Linked DNA regions of Mus musculus: region 2 is linked to region 1. Evidence: chromatin contacts called from public Hi-C data. All regions are on one chromosome and are shown on one strand. The core of a region is the stretch at or near the end of the contact, and the rest is flanking DNA. Distances in the headings are between cores, read along the strand shown.

Region 1 (3,333 bases), core at 663-3,162:
TGCCTTCAAAGTGCTGGGATGGCAAGCCTGGACTACCACGGCCAGCTGAGAAATGGTTTTTGTACTAAACTCATATAGAACAGAAGCCAAAGCCACCCCTCTGCTCCCACATTCTTCACAGTCTTCATTGAGTTTGCAAATATGTCACCTGTTCATGTTCAAGGGCTCCTCGTTCTTCTGTTCTCTAACTTGCTCGTGTAACAACCCTCAGTGGCAGTCATAGCTATTAGCCCCAGAAAGACTCAAACCCAGCCCAGACTGAGTCTGAGACTTCCTCTCTTACCACTGTCAGCCTCTCTTCCCGCTCAGGCGCCAAGGGTGTGGCAAGACAATGAACCCCTCTAATAAACCCATTCAAGGACATCTGATTTCCCCCCACCAGGACAGTGCCCACACAAAAAACAGAAAGCAAAGCTTTATGTGTCTGCAACAGTTTTATCGTCACCATCTTAGCAGCCACCCCCTCCAGGATCTGGATCTATAGATGCAGTGCACCTCTGGTCTGAGAGGCTTCCTTGGGGGAGGGGAGTTACAAAGGGACCTTTGGCAACATCTCAAGCACTCAAGGGAAGAGTGCTCATTGGCCCATAACCTTAGTGGCCCAGCCCTCACTTCCAGGAGTGACTGAGGGACAGAGCTCCCATAGGGGCTTCGGATCTACCAGACCCAACTGTACCTCAGCATCAGCAGAAACCATTACCAAGAGGCTCAGCCAGCAGAGATGCAGTGTCCTAAGGAGAGGCTTTGCAACACATCACCCTCTCCTCTCTCTAGAGGAGCGGCTGAGGCCCAAGGATTGCTGGCAAATTCCAGGACTTTGCCCAGCTTTGGAGACGAAGTCACTGATGCTGAGAGAGTCTCACTGGCCATAGCTGAGACATGAGTCCACAGTATAGACTTTCCCCTCTTTAAGGCCTCCAACTGGCAATCCAGAGGCCAGTCAATCTCTAGATGAGCATTTGTCTGGCAATGCTGAGGGTGAACCCATGACCCACACACATCCGGGAAGCGCCCTGCCACTGAGCTATAAGTTCAACCTTTCCTTCATTTTAAAAATTTTATGTTTTTGGAGTCAAGAGTCTCACTAAGTTGCCCTGGTTGACCACGGAGTGGGTGACAGACATATGTGCCAGTCCTCAAGTCTTGTACCAGGGTGGGGCTGGCAGGGTATAGCACCCTTCCAGTTTGCTGTGTCTGGCTTCCTTGAGGCTGCTACAGGTCCAGGAAGTTTGTAACCTGAGAAGGGGCCACGGAAGGCATCCAGGGACACCTCAGGGTGTTTGTAAGTGAACACATGGACTCATACAAACTTTCATCTGTCGGCTACAAACGCTGAAACTGAAGGCTCTGGAAGAGCTCCTTCCCAAAATGTCCACAGCCAACGCCAATGCCTACTGAGGGGCCATTAGTCCCTGCTCCGTCTTCAGTAAGAGGCCTGCCTTCTCTAGAGTTGGTTTAAAAGATGGCTTCTCCTGGGAGATGCTGGTCACGCATACCTGAACACAAACTGCTTTCTTAGAGTTCTTAAACTCTTAGCTGAATCACAGCACAGAGACTATGTTATCCAAACAATGCACTTTTGCGGGTTTGGCTATTGGTCAGGAGCCAGGCAAGGGGACTAAAAAATACCTTAGGATTTGATAGCTACAGTCACTGTAGCTATCAAACTCTGCAGCTCTACCATAAAAAGCCATGTCCGAGCTCCATGCACTAACACTTGTGCCTACCCAATTTATCTAAAAAACTAAAAACTAAAAAAAGAAAAAATGAATTCTGAGTCACTGGGGCCTGACCATCATCAGTGTGTCTTCTTTTCGCGCTGTGTGGAAGGTGGAAGGTGCTTCTGGAGGCCCCATGCCCCTGGTCTCCAGCACTGACTGACAGTAAGTTGCACACAGGCCCCCACATTGTAGAGCTGTTTTCTGTAACATCTTGTCAAAAGCTCACTGAGGCAGGATGTGATTCATACTTCGTGTCCAATGTCATATTTTCAAGACTGAAATTTTAAAAATAAAACTTACATCATTCTCTCAAAATAAACTCAGTGGGATAGAATTCTGATACCCAGAAAACTTATGTCACTCTTTTAAAATAACCGTAGTGGGATAGAACTCTGATACCGGCCCCTGCCCATCAGCCCCTGCCTCCTTAAACTCTTAATCCACTCATCATGGAGCCTTTTTCTCTTTCTTTTTAGGTTTGTGAGAGGCAGGTGGTGGGGGAGGGGAGGTGTTGATAATGGTGCAAAACAAAAAAACATCCTAAAGTTCGGTGGGAAGATGGGTTGATTGGGGTGGCACAGCCTCCATGAAACGCTCTGTGGGGAGTGAAAGACAGGGGGTCCAGGCTCGATGTCTTGGGGAGGGCCCAGCACACTACCAAGCTAAAAAATGAGGCAAGTGAAGTATGAACAGGGAAATTGTGCATGCTGTGTAGACGGCTTCACTCCACCCTCTGCTCTCCGGCTGTATTTCATGCTCTATAGCCATCTTAATTATGTAGTTGGCCCTACATGGGAAAACCTTAAAAAAAATTTAAAAATCAACTTGGCTGACAAATAACATAATTGCAATAAAATGCACCCCCTTTAAGTGACAGTTAGGGGACCGGGCAGATGGTTCAGTGGTCATGAGCACCTTCAGTTCTTTCAGAGGATCTGAGCGACAGTCTCCATGTAACTGATTTCAAAGGACTCAACATCATCTTCTAGACTGTAGGATGAGATTTCATCTCTCTCGGGCAAACCCCTTAATGTGTCCGTACTATATAGAGAGGTGTGTTCACTGCATAAGAAACTGCCAGTCCTAGGCAGAGCACTGTCTTGCTAAATGGACCCCCTGTTAACCTGCCTTCTAAACACTTAAGTTAACACGCATAGATTAGTGCTGCCCTCAACCCTGGCCAGAGAAGCTTTGCTCTACAGTGGGCAGCAGCCAAGGCAAAGACGCATAACAGTCGAAGAAGTGAGACTAAGTGAGTATTGAGAGTTCGGTCCTAAACAGGACATAGATATCAAATCCCTCCCTGGAGATTCAGGGACTATTGCCAAGGAGGGATGGAAAGAATCTAATAGAGGAAGGATAGGGAGGACAATGTATGGCATGGTGCCTTCTGGATGTGACATGACCATTGCACACCCAAATCCCCTGCAGCTACAGGTACCTGCTTAAGATCCAGCCAAAAAAATGACTCAGCATTCCAACAGGATGTGAACAGGGGAGGGTGTGAGTGGTATGCTAGGGGTCCCACCCTGGGGGTGGGAGGGATGGGGGGTCTGAGGATGGATGAGATCAAGATATATCACATAGATGACGTCAAAAAATATCTTCTATT
Region 2 (3,617 bases), core at 436-2,935, 93 kb after region 1:
CAGTGTATGTGTTAAAAACAAACTCCTGGGGCGCCAGCCAGCTAACATCACAAGACTCTCCAGAGATGGGGGCTCTGCATTTTCAACCAGAATGACCGCAGATAATTCTTAAGCTCCAACATATTAGGGCAACTGAGGCGTCTGGAAGGCAGTATTAGAGTTAAAGACTCATTTGCTTTGTTAAAAAAAAAAAATCTAACAGCCACTCATTGGTTGATAGTAGCCAATTCTGTAAACGGGTCACCAGTCACTCAGAGGTGTTCTCTATATCCAGTAACCAGTGTAAAACACCCCCAAAACAGTACCCAGCAAGGACAGCCACACAAGCAATCAGAACTACTGCTTGGCAAAACAGCAACAGAAAACAGCCCCACTGAAGCACTCCATCATGTTTTCTACTTAATGGAAATTACAAAGGCACTGGGCCAGATTTCCAAGACAATCTTACGAAAAAGGCTTTTTTTTTTTTCTGGGCACTATGACTGCCAAGAACAAAGACTCATTTCAGAGTCCACCATTTCACCCAGCAGCCCTCAGTTCCACAATCCCCAGATCAGGGCCCTCCCTGGGCCCCAAGCAAAGAAGAGTCTTTCCCTTCTAAGTCCCTCTATCACCACCATTTCTAGCTGCAGGACTGACAGTCACTGAATGTGGAGTGGCACGCTATTGGTAGAGACACCTGGAAAATATGCAGGGAGCGATGAAGGAGCCCTGGTATCCGTGAAGTTTCTTGGCTCAAGGTGGCTAGCCCAAATCTGATTGACAAGGTATAGGCTGGACTCAAGAAATGTGACCCTGATGATAGTCCACTCTACCAGTAACTCAAACACATCTCTGGGAATGTCTTGGCCCACCAAAAAAAAGTGAAAGAACACCCCTAAACGGCTGTGAGGGGAGAAACAAAGCAGAACCAGGCACATGCTGGGACCATACACCTGGAAGGCCCAGAAGTAAGGATGGCTCAGCCATGCTGGACAGTTCAAGTCGGGGTCCAGAAGAAAGGGGAAGAACCCTTACCTATTGCTAACCTGGGGAATGATACAGGCCAGCAAGACAAAGGCCAGAGTCCCTCTAACTCCACTATATCGCAGGGGCAAGTCAGAATACACACAGGCCTCAGTTTCCCAATCCGTACAAGGGGCAAAGAGGCTCTTAATGACACAAAGGCCACAAGGTACTCCTACAGAGGGTGAAGGGTTGCGTGGCGTTAGCGGATAGGTGGGAGGGGGCGGGGCTGAGGCGACCGGCGAGGACAGCCTCCCACCGTCCATCCCTCCCACCCCACTGCAGGGGCGCAGGCCCGCGGGGAGTCACGCGCCCATCGCGCCCAATCGCCGGCTTCGGCCAGGAAACCCATCTCTGAGTTCGCCGGCAACGCCCCCGGCACGGTAGGCCGCTGCCCGCCGCCGCCCGAGACCTTCCCCAGCGGCGCTCACCTACCGGGGCCGCCGCTACCGCGGGCAATCAGCCGCTGCCCGCACTTCCGGGATCCACGAGCCCCGCCTCTACCGGATGTGACTTACTCCCGCGTCCAGCTGAGAACGAGCCGCACTGCCCCTCCGCCGCGCCCCGAGTGTCCTGCCTTGTAGGCCTAGGGGTGGCCACGATACCTGCACTCAGACGCTGGTGGCTTCAGGCGCCACACCCGCGGAAGGCCACTCGGCCCCGCCCGCGCGGGGGAAGGCACCACCCCTAGCCCCGCCCCCGCCGTAGGACTCCGCCCATTGCGAGTACGCCTGCGCAGACTTGCAGGCGTCCCTTCGTTTGCTCTGAATATCCTGAGACAAGCGTGGAACTTCCAAAGGGAGGCTCCAGATGGGCTCTTATTGCACCACGGTATCCCCGGCCTGCTGCGCACACTCCTTTTTATAGTTTGGCCTCAGGACTAGAATGGCTGCGGTCCTGAGTCCCCTTCAGACACTGCTAACAGCTCTGAGCTTTCCTAAAAAATCACCCTTTGTCAGGACCGTAGATTGCTCTTACTCGTCTGTAGATGAGTGTGTAAGCGTCAGACTTGATCCATCCTCACTCGCCCAGAGTGACAAGCCTCAGGAAGGGATGGAAACAAACCAGCCCTGAGAGGTGAACGCCATTCCACTTTGGCTGCAGTGGTTAGATTAGCTTCCAGCCTAAGAAAACCCTGCCACCCTTTGTTATACATTAGAACTTTTGTTGCTAGTGGCAGAGACCAGCACAAATTGGCCTCTTCAAAATGGTAATTGCTGGGTCATACAACGAGAAGTCCAAAGGCCCTAAGTGATACCAGGCTCAGTGTCAGAGGCCTCCACCTTCACTTGACTCTGACTTCTGTCCACCCAAAATGGATCTCACCTCAAAGAGAAGGAGAGAGCCAAGAAAGAGTGACCATGACATGGGACACAGGTTCAGGTTGCCTTAAATAACATGTTCCAATGTAAAAGTGCTTTTGTGAAGTCTGTACAGTAACAGAATAAGGCTACCCCAAGGCATTTTACAAATACATTGCTGGGACCATCAGGCCAGTGGGTAATGAGAAATTAGGGAAAATCTCTGTTTGGGTCTGAGGTGCTATTTGATTACATTTTAGCTTTGGGGTCTGCTGAGTTAGTGCATCCCAAAAGGTTTACCCGATAATCACATTGATATGAGGTAAGGCACAGAAGTGAGCAACATTTATTAAGGAGAATAACAATAATTATCAGTTAATTGGACCCTGTAACATCCCAGCTTTCCACAATCAAGAAGTTCTAATCAGTCAACAGAGTTGCAATTTTATTTATTTATTTATTTATTTATTTTTGAGGGGGGACTTCCATCTTGTAAGTTTCTCTTTTGGGTCATCGAATTTCATCAAGATCTCCCACTTTTTCTATTTCATATTCTAGATCTAAAATGATCATCATTGTCCCCATTGGTCAGAACTCCCTCCCCTTTACTACCTCATGGGGTCCCTGGGTACTCAGGTCTCAAGTCCCCTGTGCTGTCCTAGAACTCTCAAAGTAGTCAAGAGTAAGCTCTCACCTCTACCTGGCAAGTGCACAGTGTTATGCTGTGCTGGAGACACAACCCAGGCCCTGCACACACACACTCTCCCCTACCTCTAGCACAGCTACTACAAAAGGAATCAGGACAGACGACAGCTGTGCCTGCAGGTGACTTGCTTGAGGTGCTACCTTTGGGGGCCACCCAACATGATAGGGGTTCAATGCTGTTTGTTTTGCAAATACTTCATTTTGTAAGAACTCAAAGTCAGAGTGAGGACTGTTGACAGCCGCTTCCAGAAAGCCTGCTTGACACCATTTCTCCATGGTTGGGAGAGCCGGCCAGGCCAGTGAACCTGAATGTTTTTGTCCTTTCTCTTATGCTGTGTGAGTTGGGTTTTTTGGGTTTTTTGTTTGTTTGTTTTTAATTTTGAGCTGACAAGCAGACTCCATTTTGTGCATCATTATATGCAGGTGCTGGGAACTTCTAAAGCTAGAGCCCAAACAACCAAAACCCGAGAAATTGACAGAAGTCTGCTGCAGACCAAACACGGGGTCTGTCAGTGCCAAGCACTGGTGGTAGACCTTTTGAATAGCCAGACTTGGAGCATAACAGGAGGGAGGGAGAGCAGTGGCAGGAAAAGGTCTCGTGTGAGA

The links. Hi-C and Micro-C count contacts between places; a contact is called where the count stands out from the background.
Region 2: a contact with region 1 is called in a Hi-C map of cerebral cortex, with 4 times the contacts expected there. A contact is called at or near these places in 3 of 39 promoter capture datasets (the C10 cell line, embryonic stem cells and neutrophils), 3 of 484 Hi-C or Micro-C datasets (CD8 T cells, bone marrow-derived macrophages and cerebral cortex), 5 of 130 datasets of targeted methods (the 230-238 cell line, bone marrow-derived macrophages, effector CD8 T cells and 2 more) and 3 of 9 other capture datasets (adipose tissue, liver and pancreatic islet).

What each region holds. Positions count from the first base shown.
Region 1 is chr19:10,780,425-10,783,757 of GRCm38.p6, reverse strand. It overlaps A430093F15Rik (RIKEN cDNA A430093F15 gene), which reads right to left. Exons shown (of 4, transcript NR_027805.1): 2 at 677-1,996. Among named protein-coding and RNA genes, the nearest start is that of A430093F15Rik, 41 kb to the right of the region's middle.
Region 2 is chr19:10,686,803-10,690,419 of GRCm38.p6, reverse strand. Vps37c (vacuolar protein sorting 37C) reads right to left here and starts at 1,685. Exons shown (of 5, transcript NM_181403.3): 1 at 1,441-1,685.